Linked DNA regions of Capra hircus: region 1 is linked to region 2. Evidence: chromatin contacts called from public Hi-C data. All regions are on one chromosome and are shown on one strand. The core of a region is the stretch at or near the end of the contact, and the rest is flanking DNA. Distances in the headings are between cores, read along the strand shown. Region 1 overlaps MGAT5 (alpha-1,6-mannosylglycoprotein 6-beta-N-acetylglucosaminyltransferase A). Region 2 holds the start of MGAT5 (alpha-1,6-mannosylglycoprotein 6-beta-N-acetylglucosaminyltransferase A).

Evidence for each region. Hi-C and Micro-C count contacts between places; a contact is called where the count stands out from the background.
Region 1: a Hi-C map of blood shows a contact between it and region 2, with 2.9 times the contacts expected there. The contact joins the enhancer-like site here to the promoter of MGAT5 in region 2. A contact is called at or near these places in 4 of 5 Hi-C or Micro-C datasets (blood and liver).

The regions. Positions count from the first base shown.
Region 1 is chr2:73,156,223-73,162,649 of ARS1.2, forward strand. The region is part of intron 3 of MGAT5 (alpha-1,6-mannosylglycoprotein 6-beta-N-acetylglucosaminyltransferase A); the gene reads left to right. Among named protein-coding and RNA genes, the nearest start is that of MGAT5, 120 kb to the left of the region's middle. Within about 2 kb of position 4,804, at least 1 of the 5 cell types and tissues checked has an H3K27ac peak or open chromatin away from gene starts, as enhancers often do.
Region 2 is chr2:73,041,305-73,047,377 of ARS1.2, forward strand. It overlaps MGAT5 (alpha-1,6-mannosylglycoprotein 6-beta-N-acetylglucosaminyltransferase A), which reads left to right and starts at 1,732. Exons shown (of 19, transcript XM_018062092.1): 1 at 1,732-2,116; 2 at 4,202-4,307.

The DNA.
Region 1 (6,427 bases), core at 3,554-6,053, 120 kb after region 2:
TTGCCCTGTGGGCATGGCTTAGTTTCATTGAGTTAGAGAAAGCTGTGGTCCTAGTGTGATTAGATTGACTAGTTTTCTGTGAGTATGGTTTCAGTGTGTCTGCCCTCTGGTGCCCCCTTGCAACACCTACCATCTTACTTGGGTTTCTCTTACCTTGGTCGTGGGGTATCTCTTCATGGCTGCTCCAGCAAAGCATAGCCGCGGCTCCTTACCTTGGATGAGGGGTATCTCCTCACCGCTGACCTTCAATGTGGGATGGCTCCTCTCGGCCTTCCTGCGCCCGTGCAGCCACTGCTCCTTGGGCATGGGGTTGCTCCTCCCGGCTGCCACCCCAGCCTCGGGCGTGGGGAGGCTCCTGGCCGCCCCTGGCCTCAGACGTGGGGTAGCTCCTCCCGGCTATTCCTGCACTGTCACAGCCTGGCACTCTCGGTCAACTGAAGTATAGTTGACCTAAAATATTAGTTTCAGGAGCACAGCATAGTGAGTCAATATTTTTTATAGATTATGTACCATCCAGAGTTGTTATCATGCTATTGATTACACTCCCTGCGCTGTACATTACATCCTGTGACTTTTGTAACTGGTAGCTCGTACCTTTCATCTGCTTCCCCTAAGTCACCCATCCCCACCCTGCATGCTTTGTGTGCAGCTTTAATTCCCCTTGGCAACATAGTCACAGGTTCTGGGGATTAGGACAGGGGCATTTTTTAGGGGGCAGGCAGGCATTTTCTGCCTATTATGGATGGTGGGCAGTTACTTAACACATTATTGACTGGAGACGTATTCACGCCACAGGCATTTGTTTCCGCAGAAATCTGCCAGTCAATAATAGTATATAACAATACTATTATTTATATTATTTATAATATAACAATGTTGTTATATCAACAATAGTATATAAGGTGAAAAAATAGGTCTTCTCTGGGAAACCTAACTTGCCCACCTGGTGTTATACTCCTCTTCCAATCCCTGAGCCAATCAGACCTTCATGTTTCATCCTTCAAGCTTGCTTTCTCAAGGCACATGGCAAACCCCAGGATGAGACTGACAGGTTAAAAAAAGATAGTTGCTCACCAGAGATACTGGTCATTTGCTTCTGCTCGGCTCAAAAGTGATCTTGAGAGCCTAGTGATGAATGACTTTGGAACATTCTCTTCCTGGGAATCTTGGGCATGGCTGTCACTGAGATCAGACTCCAGGCCTCAGTGATACGTATTGTTGGTGTGCCACCATCTGCTCTCCCCTGCCCACCACCAAGCAGACCTCGGGAGGTCCATGCCTGCAGGCTTGGCAGGATGACTTTCCACAGCTCAGGGAGCTTCTGCGGAGGTTCAAGCTTTCACTCTCTTACCCTCTCGGTGTATGTGTCAAAACTATATTGGTCCATGAGACTCAGCTGGACAGTAGCCACACCTTAATTGAAGGCAGAAAGGCCTTGTGTTCTCTTTTAGAAGATTTCGTGCTTGTCACTCTGCCCTGACCCTGTCAGCTTCGTTGCTGTCATTCTTCTAGCAACGGCTGCCCAGGGAAGGAAGGTGGAAGATCCCCAAGGACACAGACAGGCAGCTGTAGAACCGCAGCTCTTTGAATCTTGGCAGGACTTTTTTCTTTTAAAGCAGATCACTATTTTCCAAACTTCACGCATAGTTTCTGCCATCTTCCTATTGCCACTTGTATTAGTTACTTAACGTATTTTTTCTTCAAATTTATTCTTGTTTTAATAAGAATGTATTGTTTATATATAATAAATTTATCATGTATTTTAATTTGGTCTTATCCTAATTCCTAACTGACAACATATACAAAGATACACATTTGGTGTGTGTTCGGGTTGAAATAATTACTGAACAACTAGAATCAAAACTGTATTTGGATATTCTGTGTACTCTCCGGGTGCACCTGTGGGACACTGGGAACAAACCTGTATTAGACTATGCTGACTGCCCCGGGGGTTTGGTGCTCTAGGGAGATAGAGTCATCAGCCAGACTTCTGTTAGCTTTAGCAGCTAAGAGGATGGCTGGTTAGCTATTTAGAAGCATTGCAAATAGAATTCCTGTCCACTGGGGTGTGGACAAGCTGGTAGTCCCAGCAAGCAAAAGAGTTTAGTTACCGACAGTAGTATTTACAATATAGATAACACAGGAGATGTGTATCCTGCTCCCCTCACTGCCCCCCTCAAAAAAAAAAAAAAAAGGCCCAACAAACCTTCATCTTTATCCTACTGGGAATAAAAGCCACGGAAAAAGTTATGTTGCTTTTATATGGAAATAGGGTCAAAACAGGGCCCTCACCAGACCATGAAACTCAATATTCAAGTGAAGCAAAAATGTAATAAACAAAACTCTGTTTGACCTTTCTCAACTGGGCTTTAAACTTTTTAAAACTTTTTGTGTGATAGTCTTTGTTTTAATAACACTTGGTCTTACTTTCAGCCTCTGGGGGAAACAAAAGCAATAATAAAGAGAATCAGTAGGGAAGGGCCCCTGGGTTGTGATCAGCGTCAGATATCTCCAGGGTCTTGAGAGCAGTGTTGCTGGGTGGCCTCTGTTCTGCCAGCATGAAGGCCTTGTGCGTGGAAAGACCAAGGCCTGTCCTGCAATTGTCTGTCATGAGCAGTCACTTGTCTTCCTCTTTCTCTTGCTTTTAGGGGGTCAAGGGAGTTGTATATGGGGTTGGCTTCTTTGTACAACATAAAACACCTTGAAATGATCGCCTTGCTTCCTGGCCTCCTCTTGTCCAGCTTTGAGAGAATGTAGAATCAGAGGTCTCTGGAAATTTGGAGCATCTCCAACTTCCCTCCTCAAAACAAAAGTTTTATTTTACATGGAAAATTGTGGGGAAAACTTGAATTTCCCTGGTTCTTGCGTTCTGTCCACCTCCCCGCCCACACCATCTTCTCATTCTTCTTCACAAATACTCCTTTCATTATTCAGTTGTGCTGTGTCAAACCAGGGCAAGGGAGGATGTCAGTAAGACCTTGAGACTCCAGAGGGAGCGGTGTGGGTAAATGAACCAGCCTGAGTGCTGGGCCTCACTGGGCGAGGAAGGCTGATTTGCTGAAGTCAGCACAGGAGCAAAATGTTTGGCTTGTCTTCTCTTTGACATTGAGATAGGTTTTGTTCTTTGGAGGAGCCCTATATGGATGAGCCTTTTGAATATTTGCACTTTATTTTCAGAGGGCCTTTGCTGCTGACTTGTGTAAAAGCATCACTTTGCTTATACCCTATCGACTCCTTTTCCTAGAGGAAAGGAAAGGAGGCAAGTGACAGGTGAGCAGCAAATTGAGCTCTTGGGTTGAAATTGCAGATCCAGATGGTGAGGTGCCATTTTGTCTAATCAGAAATTGGATTGGTTTTGGAAACATCAAACGCTTCTGGATAGTGAGACTTGGGCCTCTGTCCTTTTAAAGCTTGCATTCTAAGATGAAGAGGGTCCGTTCCAGGTGCTCCCTCTGGTTCTAGCAGGATCCTAAACCCCAGCCACCTTCCCCCGTGATTCCTATCCACCTCGTGAAGGAATGGATGAGGAGCGCAACATTATAATCTTCAAGAATCAGAACTGCGAAGGAGTCTGAGCCAGCGTTCTGTCCAATCTTATTAACAAGTTTAGGCAAGTGGGGTAAAAGAGTTTGCCCCAGGTCACAAAACCAGCTAGTGCCTAAGCCAGTTGGTTGCCAGTCCCAGAGTAGCAGTCAGCAAGAACCTTAGCTCCACCTACTGGCCAGCCAGCGTTGGCTAGTTACTGAGGCAAGCAGGGACTTACCCAGGAAAACACCATCCTTGGTTTTATTTTTAACTTTTTAATTGGCATATAATATATATATATGCGGGAAAGTACCCATGACATGTGTACAGCTTGGTGGATCTGGACAAAGTGCACACACCCACCTAACCACCCAGACAGACAAACGGAACATCACCAGCAGTTCAGAACCACCTTGTCTCACCCCTTCTGGTCACTCACTGCCCCACTACTCTCCTGATCGTCTCCAGTACGGATGGCTTTGGTCTGCTTCTGTGTACTCTGTATGAATGGACTCGCGCGGTGTGTGCTATTTGGGACTTTTCATTGCTATAGAGTCTTCCATTGTGTGACTATGCTGCCATTGACTGGTGCATTCTGCCACAGATGAGCATCTGGATGATTCCTGGTTTGGGGCTCTTCTCAGTAGTGCTTCTGGAAATACTCAAGTCTATGGCTCTTGGTGGACATAGGGGCACGTTGCACATTGACTATATACTTAGAAGTGATATTTCTGGGTCACAGGGAGTATGCACGCTCAGCTATATGAGAAAACTGTCAGTTTCCGTAAATAGTGGTACCAGCTTGTACCTTGACTAGTGTGTGAGAGCTGACCTCCCTTGTGTCCTCAGTACACTATTTCCTGTCCATTTCACCTTAGCCATTCTGGCGGGTGTGTAGTGGTATTATGTTGTGGTTTTAATCTCATCCTTTGTATTTGATTCCAAAGGACTTGGTTATGTGCTTTTGTTTGGTGCTTATAACGGACTTTGTAATCCTTACTAGTTTCAGATGGTGACCTTAGGCAGGCATACTTTTTTAAGTTTCCAAAGAGGCTGATTTTTCTAATAGACCCCACCATCTCCCAGCTGTTCTGTAGGGGAGAAGCGTGTGAAGTTGGTGTCTTGTACTCAGTAATCATTCTGCTCACTGTATGGTTGGTTGCAGTGAGATCAGCAAAAATAAGGAACAAGGTCTAAGTCAGGCTGGCTTAATTTGGTCTAGCTGACTTGATTAGTACCCACCGTGGGCATTTACAACCCAGAGGAGTCAGCAGGCAAAAGATGGAGAAGTCTGAATCTTGTTCAAATCCAGGTCTGGTGAGACTAGACTTGATTTTCAGGTTTTGAGTGGGAAATTCCCCTGTTGTCATGAATACACTTTCAGGATGGAAGGATTCCAAAGAAGAGAAATGAAGATGAAGTAGCTCAAAACCCCTGACAACCTGAAAGCACATTGTAGTATTACTTCCTAGAATGGAGTTCAGGTTTTTCTGTTTGTCGAGGCAATTGCATGATCTAAAGAATGTACCATGGAGATCCTGAGGGGAAATTAAAGGCTCGTTAGGAAACAGTGTTGGTACATGAAGCATGTTAGAGACTCAGGTCTCCTTATGTAAGCGGGTTATCTGAGTCATTCTCCGGCTCTTTTCCTGAGAGTTTCACACCAGCAGAGGAAGGTGATTAATGAAGACAGATTTGGCATCGTTTTTTATGTTGCTCCTTTTGCTGTGACTGTTTTTATCTAGGGACCAGCTCAGGTGCTCAGGGAATGAGGGAGGTGGGAGTGGGGAAGTAGGTCTCCAGAGCAGGAGGCATGATCCATCTTGTGCTTGACAGTTGAGGGCCAGCTGAATAGATTGGATCCCTCGCCTGGACATGTCGGGAGTCTTGCTTAGCATAAAGATGCTTTTGCCAGAAAATAAAGTCACTATGGACTTGGCAGAATACTGACTTCAGTAGGATAATGAGATGCTGTTTGCTAGGACCCCAATGGCTTGTTTGCTTGTTAGATATTCTGTGGATTGTTCAGAAGGTTGTCATGATCCTTTCTAGTAAGAATAGTCTCCTTGGAGGTTGGTGGGAGCCTCAAGGTTCCCACGTTGATCATACCCAGTATGATGTTGGGTAAAAGTTGAATGAATGTCTGTGTTTGGGGACCTGACTTTCAGAACATTGTGCTCGTACTGTTATTACCAGTGTGACATGATACTGGGCAGAAGAGGGTACGTATGGCCTGAAGGAGTGTGAGTGTGTATATGTTTGTGTGTGTAGGGTAGCACCTGTGTTTTTGTAGCTGAAAGGAAGGAAAGCAAACATTTGTGAGCACTGATAGGTGCTTGGGACTGTGCCCAGCCTTTGGATTTTCATGTCATATCAACTTATTCAACCTCATTTCTTCTCTGCTTTGTAGGTGTGAAACTAAGGCTTGCAGGCCTTGAGAATTTGCTGGACTAGGGTTCCCTGGAAAAGCGTAAGGGAAAGTGGGTGTAGGCACCTAAAAACTGAACTGAAAGCTGCCTTCCGGAGGAAATGCGTTGTGGAGAGACACTGCATGTGCCATCAGAGTGTTAGGGGAAGCACGCTGACTGAAAGCGCCCACCCTGGCCAGGCCCCATAGTAACCATTCGCGTGAGCTGATTCATGACAGGAGATCCTGGTAAGGAATACGGAACTAATAAGCCACCACCAACCGGAAGAGTTCGGGAAAGCTCGAAAGGAGACACCGTGTGTCCGTCCACTTCCCAGAATCCCTCTTGCTAGTGCCTCCCCTTTCCTGCAACAAAAGCAGCAGTCACCCTCCACAAGGACCTACTTTGTCCCAGAAATGGGGTTGAAATTGGAGGCTTTCTACAATGCCAATGGGACAACCACCATGGTGGGGGGGAGGGGGTGGTCACTAGGC
Region 2 (6,073 bases), core at 482-2,981:
ATCCTTTTGTATAAAAAATATCCTGAAATAATAATCATCTGTCATATTCTTTATAGCAGTGGGTCCTCAGAGTTCAAATAATTGATGTCTTTCAGAAATCACTAGGCAACCAGGTGGTACAATTATTAAGCACCCGCAGGAACTTGGCTTCAAAGTGAATTTATTAGGATCAGAATCTGTACCATCCATCCGAAGCACAGAAAGTCCTGACCACCAGATGTCACCATCCTTCTATTTCCCTCCCAGTGTCCAGAGACGGAGAGATGTTTTTCTTTCAAGGGACTGAGAGAAAAACGTGACTCCCAACATTCCTGGGATTTTACCAAAAGGTCTCATTAAGAGGAATCATCCTGCCCATACAGATTTCCTTGTGGTTTTCGGTCATTATCCAGACAGTTCCTGACAGCAGAGGATATAAGTGGCTGATAATTTGGGGCTCATCTGGTCAGGAAGTGTTAGAGTCATTTCCTTCAGCTTGAATTAAAAATACGACTGATCGATCTAATGTGCCTAGGGTAGCTCAGTGCAAGAGAGGCTACAGGGTATGTTCTTTGGATACTAAGATTCTGGAGACAGGAGACCTCCCTAACCAGCTGGGTGGCCAGGACAGCTTACTTACAATGTGAGGCTCTTGGACTAAGTCATTTCTGGGGTCTAAGAACTCCATTATCTTTAGTTTTTAAATGCCTTTGCTGAAGAGGGTGAGCATCAGAGTAGGGTGATCTAAGTTGAAGAAAGAAGACCCTAGGGGGACAGTAAAATGCGGGTGGAGAAATTCTGCAGGGAGGGTAAGGGAAAGTTGAACATAAACCCTCGTACAGTAACCTGATGCAGTGACAAGGGCTTGGAACTCGATGGAGTTATTAACCTTGTCATTTCCACCCCTAGGTAATTCACCAGGCCACTCTCCTTCCATTCCAGATACTGCTTAACAAGGATCTATAATACTTAGCGATGTAAATGTACAATGTTCTCTCTCCTGGGGCTTGGTTGGATTTAATATGTCATGTCAGTCAATGTTCTCTGTGGTGCCTTCAGGGCATGGGATGCTTTATTTCTTTTTGAATTTATAACAGTGCAACGTTCGGTTAGGCGGTCCAGGGTGTTCATAAAACCTGGGGGTGGGAGTGGGAAGGAGTAAGAGAAATGGAATTTATTTATTGAACACCTACTATGTGCCACGTATTGCTAAGCACTTTAGGTATATTTTATTTCATCTTCAAAATAACCTCAAGAAACGCCATTTATCATGTTCGTAGATAAAGAAATTGAATTCAGATGGTTAGGTGGCCTGCTCAAGGTCACAAAAACCAGGTTGAAATTAATACTGCTTCATGTAACCCGTTCCCCAAGGTTGGAAATTGAGGCTCAGGGCATCGATTCAAGCAGCCTGTACCTATAGATGGTGGAGTCCCTGATCTTCCCCCATTGGGCTTCACTGCTGCAGGAAGGTCCCTGGTGCCGAGTGGCCTGGACTGCACCTCTCTGGAGGATGCACTGTCACATCAGTATTTGCATACTTGCCCCTGACCTTGCTAGATTATTATTTGTGGCAGCAAAGTGTCTCCCTTGCTTCCTTTCCCCTTTGGGCTGCGGAACTGAGGGGTTGGTAGAAGTCCTCTCCGACAGGGTTGGGAGTTTGCAGACGGCCCCTGAGAGGCTGGGGCGTTCCGAATTGGCTGAGCGCTCCGCGGGGAGGGCGGGGAGTTTGCCGAACGTCCCTGGCCGGAATCCCTGCCTTAGAGAGCTGCGAGCTCGGAAGCTAGGGGGAACTTGGAGGGGTCCGTAAGGGAGGGAAGGAAGAAATTGCAGACAGACCCCCAGCCCTGGTCGGCTGAGCCCCGGAGGAACGTCTCTGCAGTGTCCAGGCCGACTGTGGACGCGCCGCGCGCGGCCTCGCCAGGGCTGAGAGTTTGCAGACTGTCCCTGCCGCGGCCCGCTCAGCGGCGGCCCTGCGGCTCCCGCGGCTGCCGCGGCGGCCCCGGGCGCGATCCAGCCCAGGTAGCCGCGCCGCAGGCTCGGGGCGCCGCGACCCGGTGCCCCGCCGCGCCTTGGGCTTCCCCGGGGACAGCGGCTGGCAGGCACTCCCGGCTGCTGCTACTGCTCAAACAAGGAGGTGAGAGCTAGTGGGTCGGGGCGATCGTGTCGAAGCTCTCCATCCCCGCGGGGAGATGAACGTAGAAGGGACCGCGGAGGGCGCGGGGAGCTGGGCGCGGGGGTGGGGGAAGAGTCTGCACCGTGGGTTACGCGTCTGGGGTCTTCCGCCCTCCGCTACCCCGCCGCCAGCCTGGGTGCCCTGGCCGGGTTGAGAGACCCGGGAGTGCGGCCGGGGATACGCCTTGAGGCGCCCACCTGCCCGGGGCAACCGCTTCCCTGGGGAGACTGCAGGACTCCATGGCCCTTGGGAAGTGGGGGTTGTGGGCTTTTCAAGGGACTGTCCGGAGAAGGCTTTAGTTGCGCGGACTGGAGGCGAGCGGCCAGGGATGGTAGATGGGCGCTCGGACCGCGGAGGAGCCTGGTGGGGTCACGCTGAGGGTGTGGGCCGGGCTGGGGTCCCCGGGACCTGGGAGCGCAGGGCGGGCTCAGCCACCGGCCGCTGGGGAGTGAAAGAAGGAAGGCTGGCTCCTGGCTCCTGGGAAGGAGAGATGTGGGGGGCGGGTGCTCTGGTTCAGGGGACCAGGGAAGCCTGGGGGTGCCCCCCACCATTAAGGGACCTTCGCGGGCCGCGGATCCCGCCCGCGCGCTCCGGAGGCTGCCTGGCCGGAGAGGCTGCGGGGAGCGCAGAGCCCACACCCGCTCACACAATCCCCGAGAGCATGCTCAGTGCAGCCTTGGGAACTTCCTGCCTAGTCGCGAGCCGCCCAGGCCCCCTCCCGGCCCCCTCCCGGCCCGCGGCTGCCAAACTTGGGGGCGCGGCGCGCGCCAGTGGTCCTTTCGCCTCCTCGTCTTTGCCCGGCTCCCGGCGTTGCTCCCGTCGGTCGTCCCTGCGGCTGAGAACGGGGGCGTGAATGTCGCCCCCAGCTTCCCGAGGCCAGGTCCGAGGCCGGGTGGCCAGAGGCATGGCGGTGAGGCCGCCTGATGTAAGGACCCGCTCGGGATGCGCTCGCCGCGCGCGCGGACCAGGCGCGGTGAGCAGACTGGATGGAAGGGGGTGTGTGAGCCCGGGGACGTTCGCGCGCACACACTTGCTGTCACACACAAAGCCGTGGTTTCGTAGCTGCCGCGCGGAAGAGAAAAGAGGTGGCGCTTGCATTGTCCGGCAGCGTTTGGAGCGCAGACAGGGTGCCGGGCGCTTGCGGGCTGAGGTAACCTGGCGATGCAGAGGGTTTTCAGAGATGCCCGAGTCGAGGTCTGGGGCCCGGTACTCCTGTCGCTGACTGCCAGGCCCGGCCCAGGGCGGACGCCTCCGTCTGCACCAGCCCTGACGGCCCAGTTAGGAACGGCTGGGCACTTTGGGAGCGGTGAAGTTGGGGAGGGGAAGGCTGAGGTTTGTGCGGGGTTCCCCAGGGAATGACAGCACTGCACCTGTAAACAACTCGGATCCAAGTGTTAGAGGTGGAATCTCATTCTAAAGAGGGGCGGGTGGGAAGCCGGTGCGCCCCGCCTCCGTTCGTTGCCAGGACCTGAGCGACTCCGTGGGTTTTTATTCCGAGAGACACACCCACCACCCCCCACCTCCCCCTTCCACCCCGCCCTCCAGTTTAGCTACCTACATCCTGATCCTTAACTCGGATTAGAAGTTCTTCGATTTTGATTGGAGAAAATCACCAAAATGTTTTTCACGGACAGGTAAACCATCCCAGGTGTTTCTTAATAAATGAACTTTCATTCCTCCCGCCTACCCCTACCCCCGCCCCCCCCCCCGCCCCCACACACACAGCATAAATTCTTTTCGTTCTTATTGTTCTGGGCTGAGATAGGAAACCCTTAAATTTGGTTAGCTCTGTTAGGATTAGAGCAGAGCTCCGCTTTCTAGACTCTTCAGTTACCAGCTCGAAATCCATGTAGTCAACTTGAAGTAGAGAGACCCTGAAAAGAGGTGATGACAGTGGCAGAAGAGGGTGACCTTTTGCCTCTTTTAGGGACGGTGCAGGGGGGAGGAGAGAAGAAGGACCCTGCTCTGCCCGACCCCTGACTGGCAGACCTGGGTTTCTGGATAGAGGTTTGGTCTTTACTTTTTTCATCCCCTCCTTGGTTCCAGCCCACCTTCTCGAGTCTGAGAGGCTTGTGACTGGAGTCACCGGGAAAGGAGTCTACTGTACCAGTTTGGGACTTCGCAGGGTTCGAGCCTACACAAGCGGCTGCAGGTTAGTTTGAAGGCGCCCGCAGTGGCAGGCAGGCAGGCTGAGTGGCCCTGCTCAGATCTGCCAGTTGCATCTGTGTTCCAGCAGCTCAAGCATCTCTGAGTTGCCCCAGCTGTGTGCATCTCAAGTGCTTTGTGTTTGGAATTGTGAATATAGTACTCATATATATATATTCACACACCCCTACATGCATTTTTATAAAGAAGCGTGTACACATGTGTGTGCATATGCAGTGTTCTCTGGTAGCAGCTTGGGGCTGGAAGGGACCTTAGGAAATCATAGGAATTCAAATTTGCTCCCCTCCTGTTCAGTTTTCTCAGTTTAAACATAACCAACCAGCCGTTGCCCAGTTGGCCTCCAAAAGCATTGCAGTGCCAGAATCCCCAGTGATCCTAGCCCAGGGAGTGTCTTTGATTCCTCTGCTATGAAGCGAGCCTCTTAATACTCCATGTGGCTTTAAGTCATTGCAGAGACTTAATTCTCTAAGTCATTGCAGAGTCACTCTCAGGTTGATTTTGGCAGGGGACAGATGGTGACCACTGTCCCCTGCAGAGCTATCTGGAAACTTGCCGGGAGCATTCATCAGTAAGACCTCGTTTGGGAAGTTCTTGTCCTTTTGCATTTTGGTCCTCCAGGCAGGTAGTTGCTCTCCTCCTTTCCTAGAGGCCTAAAGAGCGGAGGGGATTCATTCTTTTCTCCTCGTGTGTCTTGGCCTCCTAGCTGTAGGAGGGTGGAGTGGCTGTTGAGGGTGGTGTTCTGCACTGATGTTACCACAGGAGGTCTTGGAAAAGTTGGTCCTGTGGGGGGCATGATCTCTGGGGGTTTGTTAGCGGGGATGTCAAATTTTGGGGAAGGGTTTTGGTGTCAGGTGAACTGTTAACAGATAGTTTTGGCTGAAGGAAGATGCGTGTGTTTCAGAATCTAGGTACTTTAAGAAAGAGAGAGGTAATACCTTTATATTTGGGAGAGAGTGCCAGGTGGGTGACAGTTGAGAGGCTTATGTGAGAAATAAATTTGGTACTCGCCAGGGCACGTTTTACTAGGCTGCCTTTAAAGTTCATAATTGCTTTGAAGTATAGAGTCACTCTTAATGGCTGGAAGATGGTTAAACTTGAAAAAAAATATTTTTCTTTAAATCAAAATATGGTTGATTTACAGTGTTATATCAATTTCTGCTGTATAGCAAAATGACTCCGGCATATCCATATATACCTTCTTTTCTATATTCTTTTCCATTATGGTTTATTCCACGATATTGAATAGATGGCTAAACTTTAAGATTTCTGCTTGAAATTGAGTTATGGTCTCCCCAACCCCATCTTCTTAAAGTTGCGAGTCTAAGCCATGCCCCTGAACAGTCAACACGAAAAGTTTGAGCATAGCTGTGACCTCAGTGCCAGCTGTGGGTTTTTCACTGAGTGTTTATCAGGCAGCCACTTTGAGCCGGGTTTGGTGGGTGCTGGTGCTGGGTATGAAGACGTCCTCCTTCAAAATTATCTTCTCGCTTTTAATGCATCTGACCTTCTCTTTCCCTGTGTTAAGGCAAACTAATAGCCCTTGGAAAGTTGCCACGATGGGTCCCAGGAGCCTTAGTCCTGTAACAGTGTTCTCAGCTGGAAGAGCTGGGACTTGATCTGTTTGCCCACTTTCTTTGTTTGTATGTGTGTGTTCAGTCATGTTGGACTCTGCAACCCCATGGACTGTAGCCCGCCATGTTCCTCTATCCATGGGATTTCCTAGGCAAGAAGACTGGAGTGGGTTGCCATTTC